2 separate regions of the Rattus norvegicus genome follow, and region 1 is linked to region 2. A link is a contact called in public Hi-C data. All regions are on one chromosome and are shown on one strand. Each heading gives the region's core, a stretch centred on a gene start, on an enhancer-like site or on the middle of the called end of the contact. The rest is flanking DNA. Distances are from core to core; before and after follow the strand shown.

Region 1 (7,155 bases), core at 1,015-3,514, 570 kb before region 2:
GCTAGCAGCCTTCAGATGAAGATGTAGAACTCTCAGCTCCTCCTGCACCATGCCTGCCTGGATGCTGCCACGCTCCCGCCTTGATGATAATGGACTGAACCTCTCTAAGCCTGTAAGCCAGCCCCAATTAAATGTTGTCCTTTATAGGACTTGCCTTGGTCATGGTGTCTGTTCACAGCAGGGAGACCCTAACTAAGACAAAGAGTAAGAGGGACAGCTTAGACAAAGAATAAAGTGCTGATAGAATCCTGGGTCCTGGTGACAAAGAAAAACATGTGGGAAAAAAACAAAGACTTCCCATGATAAATTCAAGCCATGTGGATTAAAGGGCACCACGTTTAAATGCCACGTCTTTAACAATACTGGATCTCTGACAAGTTACCTTAACCGTAAACCATCTTCATTCACCAACCTAGCGCTACTTGCAGCGTCAGAGTGCACACAATGCACGGGAGCCAGGGCGGTTCGGAAGGCGAATGTAATGAATGTGTCCCCGAAGGTACCTGAGAACTTGCCAGCCTAACAGTCTCTGCATCCCTCTCAGCTACCTGCATTCCCCCGTACCACCAGCCTGGGCACAGTGCGGGGCACGTCGAAGGCACAGGAAGCCCCCCCTAAGTTATCCTCGAGAAAGGTGCCATCTCCCAGAGAGAAAGCTCGTGACAGGGCCTCACAGCACGCGAGCGTGGGCAGCAAGCACCGGTCCCACGCAGGAAGGGCTCGGCCCACGACCGGGCTGAGGCCGAGTCGCGGGGCCTCGCAGGGCCGATCGCTCCCGACACTGGAGCATCGCAGGAGCCCTCGGGGTTTCTTTGAGGCTCCAGACCCCGTACCCACCCTGACCTACCTCAACCGCTATACGAGCACCAGTCGCGAGGACCGGCCCTCCTCGGAGCCTGCAGATCCCGGGCGGACAGTCGCTTCACACACCTGCCGGAGTTGCGCACGCGCGCTGCACTCTGGGTGGAGTTGCGCGCCCGGGGCCGGAAGCCACAGCACCAGCTGAGGAGGACAGCGGGAGCGCCCGCTCCACGCGCAGGACCGGACGGGACACCCCGCCCCTCTCTCCCGCGGTGGCTTCAAAAAGTGCTTCTGCGCATGTCTGGTCACTGTGGCTCCGGCGAAAAGACCGTTGAAGTCTCGCGGTGGTTTGTGCTTCCCTCTTTTCCCCGCCTCCTCAGGGAGAAGCAAACCTGGGATGGGCGGGGCTCGAAAGAGGGGGCGGGACTCCTGGCCAGAAAGGGTGGGACTCTACACCAGGGTGGTAGGGATGATGTGAGTTGTGGTTTTAATAAAAAGGCAGAAACCAACTTACATAAAACGGGATTCACGATGCGGAGCAATTATAATACCCAAACAAATATACGGCTGATCCACTAAACCAAAAGAATTAGGTTTAGCAAGGAAAAAAAATGCAGAGGAGATGTCTCCAAGAGGACCTCAGAGAAGTGAGGTCAAAGAGAAACTTATTCTTGCCAAAAAAAAAAAAAAAATTAAGTGTTTTAAGAGAAAGAAGTTATACAGCTATGCTGAAGCTGGCCTCCCAGTATCTTTCCGAAGGGAGAATGCTCTCTTCAGTAGACATAAACAAAATCCTTTCGTCTGAGGATTTCAACAGTGTGTTTACCAAGCGCTTTGTATCTCCTTCAAAATTTTTCTCTGTGGAGTAATGTTTTGTTTCTTAATTTTGTAATCACCAGAGCTAATACCAGGGGAGGGAGAGGTTCGCTTGTTATTTGACTTTCTGGAAATCCCTTGTTGGGAGACACCTGCTTATGAAAATACTGAGTCTTACCACCCAGTAGATGATAAATAATCTAATGTCAGTCCGGACAAGAGAATCAACTTACTGGAAACACCCAGATCTTAAAAGTGAATCCTCAGTGTTCATATATCTCAACTACCTTGTTTTGAAACAATACAAGTGTGTCCTATGGTGTCTAAGCTAGGTTTGGATCCAGTCCATAATGATAAATAATGCAATAAAGAAAAAAATCTTAAATTTTCTCGTTTCCCAACAGATGTAAAAAGTTGTTGTTTACTTTGTGCTGTGGTCCAGTGAGTATACAACATGTCTAAACAGAGTATAAATATCAAAATATTTAAATATTTTGTTGCTAAAAATGGTAATGACTGTCTGAACTCTCAAAACATTACCTTTCTCCTGATATAGGATTTGCTTAGAAACTGATGGCCACTAAGTCAAGTTTATGGCTGGTAGAGGAGGAAGCATTTATAGCAACTTATTAAAATTAGAAACAAGGCGGCCAGGCTGCAGAAACGATGGCGGCTCTGACCGATGTGCAGCGGCTACAGTCCCGAGTGGAGGAGCTGGAGCGCTGGGTGTATGGGCCAGGCGGGACCCGAGGCTCTAGGAAGGTAGCTGATGGTCTAGTCAAGGTGCAGGTGGCTTTAGGGAACATTGCCAGTAAGAGGGAGAGGGTGAAGATTCTCTACAAAAAGATTGAAGTCCTGATCAAATACCTGGATCCTGAGTACATTGATCGCATTGCTATACCTGAGGCCTCGAAGTTGCAGTTCATCTTGGCAGAGGAACAGTTCATCCTCTCCCAGGTGGCGCTCTTGGAACAAGTGAACACCTTGGTGCCGGTGCTGGACAGCGCTTCTATCAAAGCCGTTCCTGAGCATGCTGCCCGCCTGCAGCGCTTGGCGCAGATCCACATCCAACAGCAGGACCAGTGTGTGGAGATCACTGAGGAGTCCAAGGCTCTCCTGGAGGAGTATAACAAGACTACAATGCTTCTCTCCAAGCAGCTTGTGCAGTGGGACGAGCTACTCTGCCAGCTAGAGGCTGCCAAGCAAGTGAAGCCAGCAGCAGAATGACAGCTGCTCCCCATGTCCCCACCAGGGGAGGTAGGCAGGCCCTCCACCAACCTGACTTTATAAGGCAGAGACAGCTTTGCCTCTGAATTCAAATACTACCTGTCTGTGTTCAACTGGGGGCTCTGAGGTCAGAGGTCAGGTTTACCTTAGAGTCATGGTCTGTACTCCCTGTCAAACGTATTTATTCCAGTGACAATAAACCACAGAGACCCCTAAAAAAAAAAGGAACAAGTTCTGGATCGAAAAGAAAGAGAGCACCACTCTATCCTACAAGGCTGAGACACTCGGCATGCTCATAATCTGAACTCAGGTCTCCTGCAAGAGAAGAGTGATCTCTTGACTCAGCTCTCTCTCTCTCTCTCTCTCTCTCTCTCTCTCTCTCTCTCTCTCTCCCTCCCTCCCTCCCTCCCTCCTATCTCTCTCTTTCTCTCTCTCTCTCTCTCTCTCTCTCTCTCTCTCTCTCTCTCTCCCTCTCTCTCTCTGGCAGCCTAGAATAATGTATTTCCTAAATAATGAGACTTAAAAGCCAAAATGACTCCTTTCTCCATGAGCCTGAAAAGCATATCAATCTCATCAGACATCTGCACTGAAGCTTTGAGGGTAACTATGTACATTAACAATGAGAAGCAGTAGTTGGAAAATCATATTTTTTTAAAAACAATTTTGAGCAGTGTATCTCAACAATGAGCTTAAAATATCCAATGAAAACATTTATTAAGCAGATAATCTACCATCAAGGGGGAGGGAGAGTTAACACACTTGTTAAGAGCTACAGGACATTTAGAGAAATCCATTAGTATTTAGCTCCAACCTAAATTCACCAGCTGAATTATCCCCCCAAAGAAAGCCACCCCCATGATTAAAGTTTGAAGCCACTCACTGATTTCCCTTTACCTACAAAAGTCCTGTATAGCATGTTCTTCCACAAGGGGTCTGCTTGGTCAGCCTTCCCGCCCCGTCGATAGTCTTAACTATAATTCTCCTGATAAAGCTTTACAGTTCCTTCTCTATCACTTGTTGTTTCAGTTTAAATGTTATGTTATAAGGATGCTCCCCTCTCCCCCACCCCCTTTAAGCCACATGAATAAACCCTCTGCAAGCTTCAAATCCCATGTCTCCCCACCTTTCCATAGCAGAAATGAGTCAGGACCTTGCTTTGCATTAGGCTTTGGCATATGACAACTTAACTGGTTTGATCTTCATCAGATTTCGGTCTCAGTAAGAACTTCTCTCTATTACCTTTCTTGTGTTTCCTGAGATTAAATTTCTTTTGCAGTTTTTTGTGATCAAAGTTCCCACTTACTTTCATTCAAGAATTTTTTCCTTCACACTCATAGTTTGTTGCAAGTGGCCTGCCTGGCTTTCACCCTATCACAAGTTAAACTTGATTATTGCTACCTTTTTGAACGGAACTAACGGGCCTGTGACATGATTTCTTGATATCCTAATGTCAAGACCACTCCTTCAAATAATGAAGTGTGGAGGTGGAGAGACGGGGAGACATCTGGTTGTCGCTGCAGTCAGAGCACATACTTACATTAAAGTCGCTATTAGTGACATTAAAAGATCACCACACATAGACAAGTGGTGGTAATAAGGTTTGAAATAGCGTGAGAATGACCAACGTTTGGATTTGACTCAGATATGAAGTATGCTGTTGGGGGAAATGTCAGCAGTAGGCTTGACGAATGCAAGGCTGCCATAAATCGTCCATTTGTGACGTAATACCACGGTAGGGCAGTGAGCTGAGCTGGGCCTGTCAATGTGAAGGCGGTTAGACCGCTTGTTCCCTTATTTCTTCTCAATGGCTGAAGTAACGACACACCTATTTCCATTTCAGGACACCAAGACGTTTCCATTCTCATGGCAGTCCTAACTCGAGACTTCTTCTTCTTTTTTTGTTTTTCCAAATGAATGATTTGAGTTGTTCTCAAAGAGAAAGGCTCAATCTTTGAGAATAAGACTCTTTGAAAGGAAGTTATGTAAGGCAGCACAGTTTGATCTCCCTATGGGCTATGAATACAATGGCCTCAGGTATCTGGACAGCTTTTGATTCTTCAAAGACCTCTCCTGTTGATTTTTCTGCAAAGTTCCCAGCAATGTGAACTATCATTCAATTTGCACTGCACCGAAGAACCTTGTAAGATTCAAATAATAGACTGGTTTATCCAGAGCTTTTAGACTAGACCAGATAAGCTTTTAGAAGGTTGTTCTCAACCTTCCTAATGCTGCTTTACATTACAGTTCCTAAATACAGTTCCTTACGTTCTGGTGATGCCCCCATCATAAAAGCATTTCATTGCTACTTCCTAACTGTAGCTTTGCTACTCCAGTGAGTAGCAATGTAAATTCCTGATATGCAGAGTAATGCTGAACCACTTCTTGTTTCTCAGCAGAGAGAACGTGAGCAAAATTTATTCCACATTCTCTCCTTTATTTCTTCTTTAGGATTATAGTAGGCAGATGCCCGACATGATGGACAGTTGCCAACGAAGGTTCCTTGTTTCTAGTTCTCTTCCTAACCACCTGTCTTAGAATTGCTTTTTGTTTTTCAGATAAAATGAAAGTTTTAGGGTCAGTGTCATCATCTCAGAGTGAATTATGATAATCCAAGCTCACCGAAAAACTGTAGAGAGGGTTAGCAGAGTGTGATGAGATCTGCTCTTCTAAAATTGACGCCTGCAGGGGTCATGGGTTCTGTCACAAAGACTGGTATGAGGTCATTCAGAGAATGACAATGATATCAAAGGTTTCCTATGCTTCTAATACTGTTAAGAGGTATGTGACCTAAATCTTCATATTCAAAGTTTCAGTTTTTCCTCAGGATAAGCCTATATAGGTTTAAGTTTTAACTCTTGAGCTTTTTTTTTTTTTCTTGGTGACCTGTAGGTCACATTTATTTCAAAGTCCACATTTTCGGGCCCCCCTCCCCCAATCTCCCTGCTGCAGGTTCAACCAGAAAACCAAGACTTAAGCTGTGTGTTTGTTCTGCTTGTCATCGTTGGTAAAAACAATTTTTATCATTTGCACTTAAAATGCCGCCTTTGTACACAAATTCGTGGCACATAAGTTGTTGGTTTTATTAGTTTGGGGTCTAAAAGGCAATGCTTTAAATTAGGTAAAAGTAGAGAGAAGGTTGAAGGGGAGTTTGTTGTGTAAGAAAAGAATGTAAGGAAAGGGAGATTATAGTCAGTGTTTTTTGGTGGCGTAAAATGAATCATGCACCGCCCACCCAGTCACACATTTCTAGTCTTCATGTCCAACCATTTTCTCCACTATGGTGGTTTGAATATGCTTGGTCTGTGGGACACGCTACCATTAGGGGGTGTGGCCTTGTTGGAGGAAGTGCATCACTGTGAGGGATGGGATTGAGGGCTCCTCCTGCTCAAACTCCACCCCCTGCAGGGCACAATCTCTGATGGCTGCCTTCCAATTACGATGTGGAACTCTCAGCTCCTTCTCCAGCACCATGCCTGTCTGCATGCTGCCATGTTTCCTACTATAATGATAATGGACTGAACCTCTGAAACAGTAAGCCAGCCTCAATTAGATGTTTACCCTATAAGTGTTGCATTGGTCATGGTGTCTCGTCACAGCAATGGAAACCCTAACTAAAACACCCCTGAGGCATGTTTTCACAACTACCTCAGAACTTTAGGCCATGGGAGTATTGCAGATGAGTTTTTGATGCCTGCGAATGAATAATATTTATGATGCCAATTTGAGAGCTACAAAGTAAAATATTCTACTCTAAATGTCTCAAGCATGACATTTATAATTAAAAAAATAGCATATTATTCAGAGCAAATGTAATATCCCGCAAAGCTTTGTAACCGTAGTGTTGGCAGAAAACCAGTGTGTGGCAGGGATGAAAGAGCCTTTCCAAAGCCACCATTCAGCAGGATAGCAGTGCATGCTGACCCTAGCACCAGTGCGTTAAGTCAGCTCCCTGGTGCGGTAGCAAAATTAAACATTAGTTCTGTTTCTTTGAAGCCATGCCAAGTTATTGGATTCTTCAGTAGGTTCTTAAATGAGATTAATTACCTAACAGTCTGAAATACTACGCAACTCTAGTGTTGGATCATCCCAATCGCATCTGCATACCGTGACACCTCATCTTAGATCTAAACTCCTGAAAATTAACTTTTAGCAAGATTGAAAATTATGGCCCTACAAAAAGAAAACAGAGGGGGAATACAGGGGGAATAAGTACATGAAAATTGGCAGGGGTTGGGGATTTAGCTCAGTGGTAGAGCGCTTGCCTAGCAAGCACAAGGCCCTGGGTTCGGTCCCCAGCTCCGAAAAAAAGAA
Region 2 (7,185 bases), core at 827-3,326:
TGAGAACAAAAACTATTTCCCCTTTATCTTAGTTAGGGTTTCCATTGCTGTAAAAAGATACCATGACCAAGGCAACGCTCATAAAAGACAATGTTTAATTGGGGCTGGCTTACTTGTTCTGAGGTTCAGTCCATCATCATCATGGTGGGAAGCTTCGAGGAAGGTATGGCACTAGTGGGAGGAGCTGAGAGTTCTATATCTTGTTACTAAGGCAAACAGGAGACTGGCTTCCAGGTAGCTAGGAGGAGACTAAGCCACTCCCATAGCGACACACTTCCTCCAACAAGGCCACATGTACTCCAATAAGGCTACACCTCCTAATAGTGCCACTCACTCCAATTGTCATGCATCTTCAAACCAACACACCCCATAAAACCAGTCCAGAATTAGAAGATCTCTCCACTCCTCCTTTCTATGTTGCAACCATCTGCAACTCAGATACTGTTCACTGCTTATATTACTTGCAATTACGAAAATCTTCATTCTTAAGTCATGAATGTGCCTCAAGCTCATCATGCTTTGTTCGCCAGATGCAGATTCCAGGGTTTTTCCCTCTAAAAGATAAAACAGAAAGTTTGAGTTCCTTAGAAAACAGGCTTTCTGGTTGAGTCAGCCAGACACAGAAATGACTGAACTCTAAACCAAAGTATGGTCTTGGAATTGACAGCCCCTGGGACTCTGTTAGAAGAACAACAATACCAACCAACCAGACCCCCCCAAAAAAGCTCCCCTTCCAGGGACTAAACCCCCATCCAAAGAATACACAGGAACAGACCCATGGTTTCAGCCATGCACATGTAGCAGAGGATGGCATCGTCTGGCATCGATAGAAGGAGAAGCCCTTGGTCCTCTGAAGGCTCAAGGCCCCAGAGTAAGGAAATGTCAGGGCACCGATGTGGGAATGGGTGGGTGGGAGGGGGAGCATCTTCATACAAGCAGGGGGAGGGGGGATGAGAAAGGGGTGAACTGGGAAAGGGGATAACATTTGAAATGTAAATACAAAAAATATCCAATGAAAAAAGAAATTTTGGATCTTGGCAAATGACAATACTACAGGCGTAGCGAGAGATAGTAAGATGTTGATCCCCCAAAATGTAAATAGAGGTGCTACGTGATCAAGAAATTTCACTCCTAGGTACTCATGCAAAAGGAGAAAAAAATCAAGCTGGATGTGTGGATGTATGGGTGTTGGAGTGTGTGTACCACTTGCAGCAGGAGAAGTTGATAGAGGAGATCCAACAATACCCCATAGAACACGTGGTATTTCTCACTTATAAATAAATTTCTCACTTATAAATTCATACTGTTATGAATTTAGCCGTGCAGTCGCCTCCCTGGAGAAGTTGATTTCATTTATTTAGGGCATATCCTCAAGTACGTATTTCTGGCTCACCTGTTGGCACTGAGCTTAACAATGGATATTGGAAATCATGCCAAAGCTGAAGCCGAAACAGACTGATGGACGTTCACTAGCTAGAAATTTCTCTGGCCACCAAAGCAAAACGAAGAAAGAAGTCTATGGGCTTGGAGTAAATATATGTAAGCCACACATCCAAACATTTAGGAGTTCGCATTTTTGGACACCGAACAAACAGAACCGTCAAACGCGCGATTATCAAATAGGCAAGACTATCTGAAGGAACATTCTTCTAAAGAGAATATAAAAATGGACAACGTGTGTATAACAAAAGAACTTGACATCACTAACCATCAAGGAAGTGTCAATCAAAACTCCATGTTTATTAGGATAGCTATTACCGAAACAGCGGGAGATATTGTGTTGGCTAAGGGTGTGGAGAAAAGAGAATGCTTGCACAGCATTGCAGACGATGGAAATTCCGGTCATTATGGAAAAAAGCATGCAACTTCCTCTAACACATTAAAACTTGATTTGTCATAGGACCCAGCTTTAGTCCTTTGCAAGTTCTGTCATCTGACAGACATCTAGACATCGAGGACCTTGGCTCAGCCGGAGCACTGACCTCCCGCTGCCCTTGTCTAAGGCCAGCAGGGGGTGCTGTGGACCGCGCAGAGTCGCACGAGAAAAGGAAGTGGCCGGACCAGGCTCGCCCCGTGTAGGGTGCACCCAGACTGTCCTGGGCCAGAAGCGCGCAGTAGGTTCCGGGTCCCGTGACTCGCATGACTGCATCGCCGGGTGCGCGGACCGAGGATCTGCCCTGTCCCCCTTGAGAGAGAAGTTCCCACGGCCGTGGCGCCCATGGCGGGCGAGAGACTCGGGCAACAGGGCGAAACGGCCACTGCGGTTCCGGAGACCCGAGAGCACCTCTTTAAGGTGCTGGTCATCGGCGAGCTCGGCGTGGGCAAGACAAGCATCATCAAGCGCTATGTGCACCAGCTCTTCTCCCAGAACTACCGCGCCACCATTGGCGTGGACTTCGCCCTCAAAGTCCTCAACTGGGACAGCAGGACGCTCGTGCGCTTGCAGCTGTGGGACATCGCTGGTAAGAGGGCAGTGTCCCAATATCACCAGACTCTCACTTCTCTCTGCCTCCCGGTTCTTGTCTGTCCTTGTCTCTGCCTGAGCTCTCAGCAGTTGCGCTTTTAAAAGTGGGCAAATAGAACAGGAGATGAGGGACACCTGGAGGAGCTTAAAGCGTCCTGAAAAGTTGACTTTCGGAGGCCTCTCTCTTACTGTACTTTTTAGTGACTAAAGGGCGTGCCTGAAGTTCCACTACCAGTTAGTGCAGCGGCTTTCAATCTTTGGGCCCCGACCTCATTTGCAAGGGTAGCCTATGATCTTAGGAGAGCACATATTTACATTATGATTCATAACAGTAGCAAAATTATAGTTATGAAATAGCAACGGAAATAATTTTATCACCACATACATGAGGAACTGTGTTAAAGGATGTCAGCTTTAAGAACCACTGCCTTAGTGGTACAACTAAAACCAACAAAGCCCCTTTACTTTTCAACCCTGCCCCGCCCCAACTTGACTTGGGTCTGTGCCTCTCTGAAGTAAGGGCTTTCTCTTTCCGGAGCCAAACTTATAATTTACTAAAAGGGTTTGGAGCTGTGGGTGAGTAAAACTTGGAACCTAGCCAAGCCTTTGTGAGGGGTAACTCCATTCCTCAAATTCCTCTCACTTGGGAGGCCTGGTGACCCTGGGGAAGGGTTGGGAAAGTTCTGAAACTTTCCCGATGCCTTCCCCTCACTAAGCCAATACTTAATGCCTTCTCGTGGGTACCTCCCTATCCCACAAATGCTGAATTGTTTTCTTTTGCTTTCAATTATTGCTCTGGAATGTAAGAACCATTGTCTTCGAGGGCTGATTTATGAATCCCCTGAATTCTAGCAGGTGTGGTAGGTGCCCATATGGGCGTTCAAGGAAAGGTGAACTTTAGTGAAGTTTAATAGAAGTGGCAAGCAGCAAAGGTTAACCTGCTCAATCACTGGGAACGGTCAGGAGCTCCGTCTGCCAAGCGTTTGAATGGGAGCTTGTTTAAGGCGGAGAACACCTTATGGTCCTTTCCACAGGGAGCATACCCCAAAGCCCCAGAGGGGTGTGGTTACACTACAGCTGGCAGTAGCCTAGAGGGACAGTGATTTCTGCCTGCCAGTTAGTAAGTGCTGTGTTCTTTTATAGTCACTCCACTGAGGAAGTGTTAAAGAATTTATAAACCTTATACTCGTTTGCCTAAGAGCAGAGTCTAACATGGGTAAGAAGAATGGATTTATGCATATCATTTATCAATTTCTCAAAGTTATTTCGCCTTCGGTTCAGCTTGTTTGATTTTTTTTTTGCCTCCTGCAACAACTAAGAATGTATTTCAAGTGTCACCCTTTAAAGGCAGAGGCTTCGTTGGCAACACTCGCTCCTACTGCCCAGAAAACTGGTGGGCATTCTGTTGCTTCTTGACATTGTCTCACATCCTGAAGGTTGCCTTACTGTGTGACCCTCACCAATGAGGATATCCTGTGCATCTCTTTCACAGAGGTGATTTGGAATCCCTGCTTGGAATGGCAGTTCAGTTTCTTCTATTATGTGCAAATTAGTAGGATATGAGCTATGTTAAATTATGTTTGGAGAGTTGAGGAAACAAAATCAGGGGTCCAGGGTGGTGATGGCCCCTGCTTTTAGCCCCAGAATTTGGGAGGCAGAAGCTGTTAGATCTCTGAGTTTGAGGTTAGCCTGGTCTACATAATGAGTTACAGGATAGCCAGGGCTATACAGAGAAACCCTGTTTCAAAAAATCTGAAAAGCAACCACCTCTTCTTTCTGTATATCACTTCTGCTCTTTGTATACCAACCCCACTGTTGAAACTACCAGGATGAGCCACTCCACCCAACTTCATCCTCGTTGAAAAGACACCGTAGCCTGGAGGGAGACAGAGCCCATTTGTCTGCTGTAATAACACATCCTTGTACCTTTGCCAAAATCTGACGTCTGAGCATTACTGGAAAGGAGAGAAACGTTTTACAGTCTGCAAACTGGATCTCTGGTGTTAGGTGTTGCTTTTTGACCAACAGGAACTCTTGTAGCATTTAGCAAATACAAAACTCCAAACAACAGAACCAGAGGAAAACTTAGGACATAACTAGACTATTAGGCTTTTCTCAGAGAGTCTGAATTTGAGGCAAGATGTCTTAATATGCAGGTATCAAGAGACACAAATAACTTGGGTTTGGGGTTGGAATTTGCAGAACTACACATGGCCTTGACTCTGCTTGATTTGAACTTTTGAGGGACTAGTGAATCCTTCTTAGCTCATACCATTTGAATGAGGGAGAAGTTGGGTAAAGAGCCCATGCCAGAACGCTCCCCGCAGGAATATTCCAAAATATTCTGTAAAGCATATGCTGTGTGCAACTTACAAGGTTGAATCATACTGACTTCCAGAAGATTAAAGTATTTCCTGGTTGCAAAACAAAAGTTGGAGCCAGCCACTAGCCATGACTCACTTGCTAGTTCCTCTTCAATGCCGTTGTCCTGGAGGTCGTAGAGGTGGACAGGGCCATAAAGAAATCTGCAATCAGAGAAGCTTTGAGAAGTATAATAAGCGAGAATTACAGAACGCTTTCTACAAATGCAGCCAAACAGGTTTGTGTAATCCCTTCAAATTAAAGACCATAGTAGTTTTCTGGTATATGGCTCAACAAAGTGTTTCTCATATCATTGAAGGAGCCCAAATTAGAGCATGCACCTCGTATTGTAGACTCGACCATTACCATTTCTTACTGCCTTCATCCCAACATTTCCAGTCATTTGCTCACGACATCTCATGCTTCTTTGCCCAGGAAGTTCAGAATTCCCACGGCAGACAGGTTTTCATTGGCTTCATTCTTTTTAAAAATGCATTTTGAAAGAATTTCTAAGCTGTGGACATTTCTGAGATGTGTTGAGCTGTTTCACTGGTACATGGCTACAAGAACACACCCTAAAGAAATAAATCGAAGCATTAATTATAGATGTGCGCCTGGCCTCAGGTAAACACTCACTAATGAAGCCTGCCAGTGAACTCTGTAGCCCAGGAATGAAGTGTTATTTTCAAATACGTTCTTGGAGACATTGCATCCGTTGTACATACATATGGGATGCTGGGTACTTTTTTTTTTTTAATCAGCTTTCCATATGGAACTTTCTCTTTCCATATAAACATGGGGGATGTCTTCTGAATGGCGAGACATGAGATCACGGAAACATTTTAGAATTCCATCCAAGTGTTCTCATCGAAAACCTTGGCCCTTTGACCCAGCAAGCCAGGCCTGGGTGGCTCCTTCAGTCTGATTTCTGAGGCAGAGATGGGGGAAAAAGCAACAACAGAATGTATACACAAAGATGTAGCTTTGTGCTTCCTATTTGTCTTTTTAACTGACAGATAGCCTGGCTTCTTTCCCACCCCATTCTTCCCCTAATAGATTGTATCTATACAGTTTACTTACACATCCTCTACCATGGCTTGTGGTAGCTTCCTGAGATCAATCTGAACGTGTTGTCCTTCCTATTCTAAGTATCTCTCACCAGAACCACCGGGGCCTTATTAACATCTACTGTCCGGAATATACACGGATTCTTTAGCATCTGTTCTGACAGTAGACTTGGCTTTATCTGACAAACGTGTCCATCCAAACCGGCTTAGTAGAAGAGTTTTTTTTTTTTTTTCATGCCTAAGTCTGGGGTCGGGCATGCCAGGACTGATGTACAATAGCATGAAATCTTCGTAGACAAAAACTGGCTTTCCACCACTCAGCTGTTCCAAGGATGTATTATTTGTTTCAGTGGTCCAGTAAAATGGGCCTGTCTCGGTTCAAAGGCAGCTAAGAAACATAAGACTCGTGATTCAAACTGGTCACAGAGCTCGCTCCAAAGCATTCTGTAAAGGGGAGCTGAGACTAATGTACCTACTGAGTCAGAATTGGAACCACTTGGAAGACTGTCATCCGTCAGGCACCGTGGGTGACTCTGATTTAGTCTAGAGCTGAGAGGCACTGTTCTGTCTTCGGCTCTGTTGCACCCTGGCAACACACCCACACTCCCACTACTCTTCAGGAACTTATCAGTGAATCAGACGGCCTACTTGGCATCTGTGTTCCGCCAGTCACACCTTCCATGCCCTTCACTTCCCGTGTTTCACAGCACTTCCATAGAAGGGCCATCCTCACTCTCTAAGTGGCCATCTCAGGAGCCTCTGGTAGAGGCCAGTTTATGGACATGGATAACTGTTTACATCTGAAGACGGGATACCTTTTGTTCTCGTTGAATACATTCGTTTAAAGGTTTAGGAACAATGTCATCATTTAAAGCTATTATGAGCTTGGACACAAATTAGCAAGGAGTTTTAATTTACATAATAATAATCCTTTTTAAAAAATTCTACGATTAGAGATTGTTTGTTGCCAGTATTTGACCTCTGAAGGACACCATGAGATTTAAGGATTTTCTTTATGAGAGCTTCTATTTACTAATCAGAAGCTGGACATCTCCTCCAAGTGACCTTGTGTCTTAATGGGTAACTCACGTTAACTGTCAGGGGATGGAGAAGAGATGAGTACCTATAAGTGAGAAAGGTGAGGACCATTTCATTCTATGGCCTCTTGGCTTGTGTTATGAAATTTATATTCTGAATTTCAACTAATATTACTAGAAACACTTGGATTTATCAAGAGGGAGGCAGACATATAACACAGAGGAAAAGCCCAAGCAAAAGCCATGATGGGAATCC

The links. Hi-C and Micro-C count contacts between places; a contact is called where the count stands out from the background.
Region 1: a contact with region 2 is called in a Hi-C map of the A7r5 cell line, with 2.8 times the contacts expected there. The contact joins the promoter of Dctn3l1 here to the promoter of Rab32 in region 2. A contact is called at or near these places in 2 of 12 Hi-C or Micro-C datasets (the A7r5 cell line and mammary epithelial cells).

Annotation. Positions count from the first base shown.
Region 1 is chr1:7,343,007-7,350,161 of GRCr8, reverse strand. Dctn3l1 (dynactin 3-like 1) reads left to right here and starts at 2,264. Exons shown (of 1, transcript NM_001408768.1): 1 at 2,264-3,061. The coding sequence starts at 2,284. The coding sequence ends at 2,844. It overlaps Shprh (SNF2 histone linker PHD RING helicase), which reads right to left and starts at 1,004. Exons shown (of 31, transcript NM_001107470.1): 1 at 848-1,004.
Region 2 is chr1:6,776,149-6,783,333 of GRCr8, reverse strand. It overlaps Rab32 (RAB32, member RAS oncogene family), which reads left to right and starts at 2,076. Exons shown (of 3, transcript NM_001108902.1): 1 at 2,076-2,462. The coding sequence starts at 2,219.